Regions from separate parts of the Anser cygnoides genome. Here region 2 is linked to region 1. The links are chromatin contacts, called in public Hi-C maps. All regions are on one chromosome and are shown on one strand. Each heading gives the region's core, a stretch centred on a gene start, on an enhancer-like site or on the middle of the called end of the contact. The rest is flanking DNA. Distances are from core to core; before and after follow the strand shown.

What was found. A called contact is a pair of places that touch in the nucleus more often than the background predicts.
Region 2: a Hi-C map of liver shows a contact between it and region 1, with 3 times the contacts expected there. The contact joins the promoter of TPBG here to the promoter of UBE3D in region 1. A contact is called at or near these places in 3 of 7 Hi-C or Micro-C datasets (granulosa cells and liver).

What each region holds. Positions count from the first base shown.
Region 1 is chr3:85,619,999-85,625,185 of Taihu_goose_T2T_genome, forward strand. UBE3D (ubiquitin protein ligase E3D) reads left to right here and starts at 1,462. Exons shown (of 11, transcript XR_010830488.1): 1 at 1,462-1,609; 2 at 1,887-2,086; 3 at 3,486-3,576.
Region 2 is chr3:85,867,946-85,872,998 of Taihu_goose_T2T_genome, forward strand. TPBG (trophoblast glycoprotein) reads right to left here and starts at 2,230. Exons shown (of 2, transcript XM_013180058.3): 1 at 1,926-2,230; 2 at 1-1,590. The coding sequence starts at 1,537. The coding sequence ends at 326.

The sequences.
Region 1 (5,187 bases), core at 212-2,711:
CTCTCCTAAGAAATCTGCTCGGTTTTGCCAACTCCAAGGACTAGGATTACTTCAAAGTAATCATGTCTTAGATAATAAATTGCTACAAAATTAACAAGTGCAAGCCTGCCTTTCTGCATGAAGTGTTGCAGACCATGTTTTCAAATAAGTGCAATCACAAAAAGCTTTAGGACTTTCCATAGAAAGTTAACGACATTGTAAAAGACTCTTCCCCCCCCATAAAGCAAAGGTCTTCTTTCCTTGGCGTCCTCAAGTACAGACTGTCAGCGGTCTCATACGCTGTGAGGGCAGTGTGCATGATGAAGTATGCAATGGTGACAGTGCTCAGACGGGTGTTCAGATGGATGTACGGCCGCTTGATAAAGGAGCTGCTGTGAGGCAGCGGGAAGCCTCACCCCAGAACAGGAGATGCCCGTGCTGAGGGTCCATTTGCTCTGAGTGCAGCGGGACAGCATTCAGAAGCTGGGTGAATGTGGACAGGGAGGAACTTGGGCAGATCTTGCGGGAAAGGGATGGGGGAGGTGGTAGTTCACAGGGCAGGTGGTGGTGCCGTGACACACCACAGGGCTGCTGGAGAGCCTGCCCCTGGCTCAACAGAGCCTCTGCTCAGACAGAGGTTGACCCCAGCCAGTGACCCAAGAACCCCTTCCAGCTTCTGGCTCACTCCCAGAGAGAGAATCAGAAGAGCAAAAGCAGGAACAGTTGTGGGTCAATATAACAACAGTTTGATAAGTGAAGGAAAGAAGAAAAGGTGATGCAAAGACAATCACTCCCTACGTCCCATAAAACGACCAGTGATGCCCAACCAGGCTGCTTACTGTGCTCCCAGTTCTTATTGCTGAGCCTGGCAGTATGTGTTATGGAGTATCTCTGCTCAGTTTCAGTCAGCTGTCCTTCCTGTGCCCCTAAAACCTCTTCCTCACCCCAACCACTGTTCACTGGGGGGGGGGGGGGGGGGGGGGGGCAGAGTGAGGAATTGAGAAGAATGCCATGGGACCATGCAAACACTGCTCCGCAATAACTAAAACACTAGTGTGTTAGAGAGAGCTGGGCCTGTTTAGCCTGGAAAAGAGAAGGCTGAGGGGAGACCTCACCAATGTGTATAAATATCTGAGGGGAGGGTGTCGACAAGATGGAGCCAGTCTCTTTTCAGTTGTGCCCAGCGACAGGACGAGAGGCAGCGGGCACAAACTGAAGCACAGCAGGTTCTGGCTGAACATGAGGGGGCACTTCTGTACTGTGAGGGTGACAGCACTGGGACAGGCTGCCCAGAGAGGTTGTGGAGTCTCCTTCTCTGGAGATACCCAAACCCCGCCTGGATGCCGTCCTGCGCAACGTGCTCTAGGTGATCCTGCTCGGCAGGGGGTTGGACTGGATGATCTTCAGAGGTCCCTTCACACCTCGGCCATGCCGTGATTCCCGCCGGCAGCCACCCGGGGGCAGGCGGCTCGGGCTCCCGGCTGCAGGCGGCGCTGTGTCGGGCGGCCGCGGGCCTGCAGCCGGCGGACGAGCGGCCGCTTCCTGCAGGATTTATGGGCGGCCGCGGCATGGCGGGGCCGTTCCTGCTGGAGATCCGGCGGGGGACGCAGAGCGCCATGCTGCTCGTCCGGTAGTGCGGGGCGCTGCCTCCCGGCCCCGCACCGGGGCTGGGGCTCCCCGGCGGGGCAGGAGCCGGGGGCGGCGCTGGGGTGGCTGGGCTGGGCGGTGGGGAAAGAGCTGACGGACCCCATCTTGTGCACCTGGGGCGAGCCTGAGCCGCCGCGCAAATAAACGCTTCCTGAGCACCGTGCTTTATTTATTTCTCCTGGTTCTTTACGCTCCCTCCGCCGGGAAATCCCCCCCCCCCCCCCCCCCCGCGCCGTAACTCCCGTGCTTTCCCTCCGCAGCGAGGCCAGCCTGCGGAGCCTGCCGGCGGACATCAGCCTGGCGCCGGCCCGGCTGGAGCTGCGGAGCGCCGGGGCCTGCGGGGCGCTGGAGCTGCCGCCAGGGGTCAGCCTGGCCCCGGGCTCCTGCCGCGGCCTGCGGCACCTTCCCGGCGAGTGCCTGCACCTCCGGCTGCGGCTGCGGGCGGCGCCGGGCGGCGCGGGTAAGGCTGCGGGCGGGGATGGGGATGGGGATGGAGGCTTCTTCTGGGGGATGCTGGGGTTTGGGGGGCCTGGGGGGCAGCAGCCATTCGGAGCTGGGGCTCGGGGAGGTCTGGAGCGCTGCTGTCTGTCAGGCTCTGGGGGGGACAAGGCGCTAGCCGGAGTTTGAGGCACGCCGTAGGTGTGTGCACCTGCTTTTTCTATAAGGCTCCTTTTGGGGTTCAGTTTCCAACTTAAACGGCAGCTCTTGGTGCAGTTTTTAATAGCGTACAGCAACTATTAGTTTTAAAAAGAAAAACCACATCAAGTGGCTTGATGAAAGGGAAACTGTTGCTGAATAACTCTGCAGGAGTTTGAGAGCTGTGTTCAGTTCCCTCCCCTTTCCCACATCACTTCATTTTTTTCCCCCCACTGCTTCAAATTTTTTCCCCTCCTTCCTCCACTACTTCAAAAATTTCCCCATATTCTATTTCATGTTTAAGCTAAAAATGCAGTAATGCAATTCATCCAAGTTATAGTGCAACAGTTGTTGCTGACCACTTAATTATAAAGACTAACCTTGGTTAGCCTTTAAAATTTTAAATTAGTATGCAGAACTGGCTGTCTCTTATGAATTTATGGGATGTTTTTAAGTACCTTTCACTTATGGTTGCAACCTGCTTCTTAAATACTGAGCACCGATGCTGAGAACGTACTTCTAGTCTTTGATTTCACAAAGTGGGCAATGCAAAGCCTGCTTATACGTGGAGCTAGGCTTATACTTTGTTTTTTTTTTCTTCCACCTAATGTTATTTGATTTTCTCTGGAGGCTTTTATATGTATATATATTTTTTAATTTGGAAAAGCTGTCTGAGATGTCTTCTGTGAAACTGTTTTCTGTCTGCTGGCCTGCAGAGGGTATTGCTCGCTCGCTGTTCATTGGGTAGTACAACAGTGGCTCTGTATCTTACCTGGCTGAAAATCTAAGACTACTGCCCTTTTTTTTTTCTTAACCCCCCACATATTTTTTTTGTTATATATTGGGATGTACTATCATGTTACAGAGATGCTTGCTAGCAGAACTCTAATTACTAAAGAGTAGGATTTAATTTTAACTTATACAATCTCAGCAATGATACCTGTATCTCAGCTCCTCCAGTTGAGAGGGTATGCACCATTAAAATAATTATTCACATATTGCTGCCCCTATTCAATAATATGGTTCATGAGATAGAGGTGGCAAGTTCTTCCTGAATCTCATTACTTCTATAGGTTAAAAGAATAAGGTTGTGTTTAGGATGTCAACATCCTGCTTATTTAGATTCTCGTCTTGTTTAAGTTTGAGGTGTTCAGAAGGATTTTTATGTATGACTGAAAATTTTACACAACCTTGAAGATTAATGCATCCTCTCCTGTTTGTAGAACTTGTTTATAATTTGAGGGAAAGCCTGAAACCCCAGAAGAATTGCATCTTTTACTGCCAGTCCTGTGGTGATGTCATAGTAGAAGAACGGTAAGTACTGCAGTGTCTTGTATTTATAGCAATAGATGCTATGCCGATTGGTATTCATGTTATTTGGTGTACTTAGAGAGATGAAAGATAGTTATTTTGAAATTGATAGATGAGAACACTTCTGAAGTACTGCTACAGATAACTAAAATCAAAATTACCTGAAACAGTTTTTCACCATTTATTAATTTACTTCGTTTCATTCTGGCTGGAAGGTAGAAATAGCTTACTAAGAGCATTGGCCCTGACAGGTGGGAAATCTCAATTCTTTTCTTGGTGGTTGTCTGCCCTGCCTCAAGTGAGACATTTTCTTTTGTGGATGGACTTCCCTATGCATTAAAAAAAAAAAAAAAGGTTACATTTGTACGAAGTAACATTTGTTATAAAGAAACATTTTGCGCTGGAAACATTGCAGTTTAAATGTTGAACACACATTGTTAGTTTTCATTCATTTAAAAATACTCATAGTCTTAATAGCTGGCATCTCTGCAATGTTGAAGGGAGTAAAACTGAAAATTTGAAACTAGACTTCTTCCTCTGTCCTTTCAGTTTTTTTTGTCAGTTTTGTTCATTCTCTTATAGATTCTCTTCAGTCAGTGTGCTGTAGTTATAAAGTGGCTGGTCAGAATGGGGTTGTTGTCAGCAGCTCCCTCCTATCTGTTAAGTTCAGGGATCCCTGAATTTGGGGAGTACAGGACCTGTTTCTTAGCTGTATGACTTGGCCTTATCTCTGTTCCTTACAAAGTCTGCAGAGTGAATGAGAATTTTAATAAAAAGCTTCTGCATTTTCTGGCTCTTGTGATGAACGATTTTGACAGCTGCAGCTGGATATGTACAAATTGCTAGAGACAGCCTTTTATGATCTGTGTCACTCCTAATACTCAAAATGGTAATACAAATGTAAATCTGTAAACTTCTGTTACTTTCCTGTCATACATATGGATTTATGGTTGGCGTGAACACAAATGAATGAGGGTTTCCTGGCTTTCTCTTATGAAATGTCTCATCAGAAAGTCTAGCAGTAACTCTCCTTGATACATTTATAGGGTAAAGAAACTTCTGATTTATACTCAGTAACATTTGCTTTCAAAAGATCTTGTACCTTGTATATTTCCATCTCTGAGTGGGCGATTTCCTGACTATCAACACACCAAATTCATATACATGGAATTTACGTATTGTGGTTCTGTATCCTAATACGTGACACAACTGGAATTTTCGAGAATGGAAAAATCAAGGCATGTTAATGCATTGCATGTAAACTGTTTCTCCTTGCAGGGGACCTCTGAACCCCTTGAATGTTACCACTAAAAAATATTGACTGAGATAAGGTTAGAAGAATGGAGCTGTCAGTTTGCCCAACACCTTCCATTCCAGCGCTCCCATGCTTCCAAAAGAAAGACAGTACTTTCAGAAACAAAGTTCACGTGTTGGTCTCTGCATGGTCCAAAGACCATGCTAATGGCAGCATGTCATGTGAGGGGGAACTTACAGAAGTGCAAAAGGAAATTAGGTTTAAATGAAAAAACATACTCTAAAGCTTATTTTTTTACCATTAGGGATTGCATAGGAAGCCTGTGGAATTTCTATCATTTTAAAGACTAGATTAAAGGT
Region 2 (5,053 bases), core at 980-3,479, 250 kb after region 1:
TCTGGTGGCTTTGGAGCGTCACAGAGAAAATCCTTTTTTTCTTTTGAGATCTTGGAAAAAGCTTCCCATGAGTACCAACGAAAACAGGTAAGGAGGAAGAGAAGTAGCAGCTTGTTTCTTACATACAGCCCAACACCATGCGCAGCTGCCCAGCATCTCAGAACGAAGAGAGAAGGGTAATGAACACCACATGGAGGCATATCCCCCTCATGTTGCAAGCACGTCTGAGATTTCTCTGGGGAGAGGGAAGCAAGCACAAGGGTAAAGCATCAGTCTACGTTTCATGCATAGCTACTGTGTGCTGCCCCGCTTCCGCGGCGCTCTGTCAGACATCCGAGTTGGAGCTGAGGTTTGTTAACCTGGGGTCGGCATTGATCTCGTATCTGTAGTGATATCCCTCCATGTGATCCCTACAGGCGTCTCGGATGTTGTGCATCCACTTTTTGATTCCTTTTCGGTTCAAGTACAAAACCAGGAGAAAGATGGCCCCGATGAGAGCCAAGACTATCCCTAAGAAGACGTAGGAAGTCTGTAGCTGGGAAGGCAGGTCTACGGGCACGGAACAGTTCAGGTCAGAGGCGTTGATCTTCAGCAGGGCTTTGCCCTGCATCTTCTCGGGGTGGGCGCAGGTCAGGGCCTCCTTGCCCTCTACCTGGTCGCTCTCCTTGAGCCAGGCCACCAGGTCCTCGATGGCGCAGTCGCAGACCCAGGCGTTGCGGCCGAAGCCGATGCGCCGCAGGGCGGGCAGCCCGCGCCACTGGGCCAGGGTGCCGTTCCTCAGCACGCCCAGCGAGTTGTCGCTGAGGTTGAGGCTCTGCAGCTGGCCCAGCCCCTGGAAGGAGACGTTCCGCAGCCCCACCAGCGAGTTGTTGCTGAGGTCCAGGTGCCGCAGGGCGGGCAGCGCGCCGAACATGCCGGCGGGCAGCAGCAGCAGCCCGTTGTCGGCCAGCTCCAGGCGGCTGAGGTTGCGCAGGGCCCCGGCCTGCAGCAGGGCGGCCAGCCCCAGCAGCGCGCCCTGGTCGCGCAGAGCCCCGCGGAGGGCCAGCTCCTCCAGCGGGCTGCCGCCCTCGCCGAAGGCCTGCGGGCTGAGGGACGCCAGCGGGTTGCCGCTGAGGTCCAGCTGCCGCAGGGCGGGCAGGGCCGAGAGGGCGCCGGCCTCCACGACCCGCAGGTGGTTGCCGCTGAGGTTGAGGGCGCCCAGCTCGGCCAGGCGCTGGGCGGCGAAGGCGCCGGCGGGCAGGCGGCGCAGCGGGTTGCCGGTGATGAAGAGGTTGCGCACGTAGGGCGGCAGGTCGGGCGGCACCTCCGTCAGGTTGCCGTTCACGCACTTCACCGTCTTGGCCGCCTCCGAGCACTCGCAGCCGGCCGGGCAGCCGCCGGGCTGCTGCGCCGAGCCGCAGCCCAGCAGGACGTGCAGCAGCAGCCCCAGGCACAGCGCCCCGCCGCGCTCGGCTTCGCGCCCCGACATCGCTCCGGCTCCGGCACCGGCGGGCGGCGGCGGCCCGGCCCGCGACGGGACCTTCCCCTCCGGGCGCATTCGGCTCCGGCCGGCGAGGAGAGGCGAGGCGAAGCCGGCTCCGCTCCGCGGACCTGCGGCGGGAGAAGGAAAGCGAGAGGGCAGCGCGGAGCCGCACGCCCCCCGCCGCCCTGTGCCTCGCCCGCCGCCCCCGACACGTGGCCGGCCCCGGCCCCGGCCCCGGCCCCGCGGCTCTGCCCGCTCACGGCTCACGGCGGAGCGCAGGACGAGACCCGGCTGCCCGTCCTGGGGCTCCCCGTCCCCGGGCTGCCCGCCCCGGGGCTCCCCGTCTTGGCTCTGCCCGTCTTGGGGCTCCCCGTCCCGGGGCTCCCCGTACCCGACCTGCCCGCCCCGGGGCTCCCCGCTCGCGGTTCGCGCCGACTCCCGGTGCCGGAGCCCCGTCCCTCACCTCCTGCCGCCGCGTCCGGAGCCAACTCCGCCGCCGCCTCCCCCGGCCCCGCCGCCAACTCCGCGCCCACCCTCGCCGCGCCTGGCCCTGCCTCCGCTGCCAGGAGAAACCAACCGCCGCCCCGGCCGGGGGGAGCCGGCACCGCGCCCGCCCCACACGGGCGGCACCGCCGCTCGCCCAGCCCCAGCCCGCCGGCACCGCTCCCCTGCCCCGCTCCCTCCGCGGGGCGGCCCGACCCGGGGGCCCCCCGGCACGGAGGGGCCCGCCCGGAGCCCCGCTCCCCGCGGTCCCCCCGGCTGTGGTGGTGCGGCCGGAGGTTTACCTGGCCGCCGAGCGGAGCCTCCACAAGCGGCGTGGCCCGGCGAAGTCGGGAGGTGCCCGGGAGGGTACCCGGAGCCCGGTACCCGCAGCCCGGTACCCGCAGCCCGGTACCCGCCTCGGCAGCGGGGAGGAGCCGCCCGAGCCTCGCCACAAAGCCGCGGCCGGGAGGAGGGAGCCCGGGGGGCCCGCGGCCCCGTGCCGTCGAGGGGCAGGGGTTGGGGTTCCTGCGGGGAAGGGGCGATGCCTGCCGGGGAGACCGTTTGTGGGGAGAAAAGTGAAATAAAAAAGGGCAGCACCACCAAAATGTCCCAAACAAGCTGCAAAACTAAACGGAGATAAAGCTGGCGGGACCTTTCGAGGCCCTAAAACAAATGAATAAACCGGAGCTGCAAATGGGCAGATTGACACTGAGATAAAAGTTTTACTGTGGTAAGGCAAAAGCCTCAATACCCACCCGCATGCGAAACACTTTTTTTTTTTTTTTTCCCCCTGTACGTCAGAGTTATCTTCCTTCTGCTTTCCTGGCCAGCTAGATTCCCTGCATGGCGTCTCCATTCTTTGTTTTTTTTGTCTTCTTTCAGACTTCCTCCAGCAGGATCCCCAGGATCTGTGGAACAACCAGTTAAAGCCCCCCGTCTGTGGGGCCGCTCTTCCCTGGTGGCATGGGGGTCCCACCAGACTGGGGTGTGTTGGATGAGAAGGTCACAGGGAAAATGAAATAGGGAACAGCAGAAGTGACAGAGATGCAACATGGGGTCTCGGAGTCACGAGCAGTCCCAGAAGTTTGGGAGGTTGCTGCCTGGATGTGTGGTTAGAAAAGCAGTGGCACTACACCGCAGGAGTTTTTAGTTTGTTAAAGGGAATGTGAGTTCCAGATCCAAATGGCTCTTGTAGTAAAAAGCTTAGAGAAGTGGATAGGTAGAGAGAGCCTGCGTTTTGTAAGAGAAAGACACGTTTCTCTAATCTATTAGAGTTCCTTGGAAGAGTTAAAGGAAAAAAATAAAGTTGGCCTGTTAGACAACAGTGGAATTCAGTGACCAGTAAGAAGTTTCCAGGAGTCTCCTAAAAGAAGATAGCCTTTAAAATAGTTAACTAAAAATATTAACAACTCTGAGGTCACGCATAGAAAAACTGAATGTACCCATAACTGTTGTTGTTTTTTTTTTTTTTTGATAAAATGTTCAGATACAATGTCAATTTTAATGTAATAATGCAAAGAACAAAAATACAGATCATACTGTGCTGACCAAAATTGTTCTCCTGACACTTCATGAGCGTCTAGATGCAGCTGCGTCTCTTGCCCTGTATAGAGTCTTAGCTCTTCATGCAGGGAACTCCTTGTTCCATGTTTGTCAGTGCTGCAGAAATGCAAATAATAAATAACAAGGATTTTCCTATTAGCCAGTGCTGAACTGCATCTGCTAACCCTGCTTATGTTTGCAAGAAGAAAAACACTTGTTAATCTGCTCTGTTCTCTTCCCGTTTACATAAAACAGCTTTTCTCCGATGTGCACTCCAAGAAGGAAACTGCTTTCTGGTAAGTACAGTTTTATTGAGTAGATTTCCTGGATGTGTTTGCTATCTGTGCTAGGAAAGAGAAGTAGGAAAAAAATATAATTAAAAAAATGTATTTTTAGATCAGTTTTGGATATTATAATTGATTGATTTGGGAATTTGCATTGCACAGCCCATAGAATCTCATCTCCTTGTTTTTTTTTGAATAAAGCTTATGCAAAACTTTGTCCTGAGTTAAAACACAGTATTTGAAAAGACACAGTCTGGACTAGACTCAAACTGGAAGACAGTTTACCATAAGCAAATTGTTCCTGTGTCTGTTATTCCTCTGGGTTGGCTGAGAAGCTTCTGTTAACAGAAAGAATCAGTACTCCAGCATTTCAGCTCCCCCAGCCTGAAGATGTGATGCCTGCATAAAGGAGTGCAGAGAGTTGTAGAGAGAACTGGCAATAACTGATAGGAAAATTTATGCCTCTTCTGTGAAATGTTTCCACATTGCCTCAACAGTGCCTGAAGATACTCATAGGAAGTGGCCTTGGAAGGGTGTTTGTGGTGTGCTAAAGTTTATACACCAAATGAGCAATAGCACAGGGACCAGAATTCTTTTCTTTCACCAAAATATCTTCCCATAAAAAAGGAAGAACAAGCTGCAAGTTCCATCTGCTTCCTCACATGGAGAGATCCAGCAGGTCCTCCAAAGGACACCTTCTGTTTCCCTTGGGACTCAGCTTCATTTGAAGAAACATCATCAGAATACTTAAAATGGTGCCATAAAAATACTTGAGCAACCAACTGCTACCTTGAATTCTTTTGTGAATGCTTTATTCCATACTCACATGCTACACACATAAACATTTATGTTCTGTTTGTCTTCCTTTTAGGTACACTTAAATTTATATGGTAGATTTATATGGTAGTTATTGATTTTTATATAAATGGAAATAATACAGAATTCAGTCTTTGCGTTATTTTTTAATTAGCACTTAGTTCCAGTCACAAAAACACCCTGCCCTAATGATCTGCTGACCTACTCTGGTTTTCCCTGTCTATATGATAAATGCAGATAAATCCTACGATTATCTATGCTCCTCTGTGGAAATCATTCAGTCATAAATCACTATACAAGATAAAACCATGTTTGTATTTTCTTACATACTGTCCATTTTTGTGTTGAAGAAACCACAAGTCAGTCTAATACAAACAGTGTCGATTTTTAATATAGTGAAAGCGTATGTTAAATTTTCCTGGTGCTATCAGAAAAAAAAAAGATTCTAGCTATAAGTAACATTTTT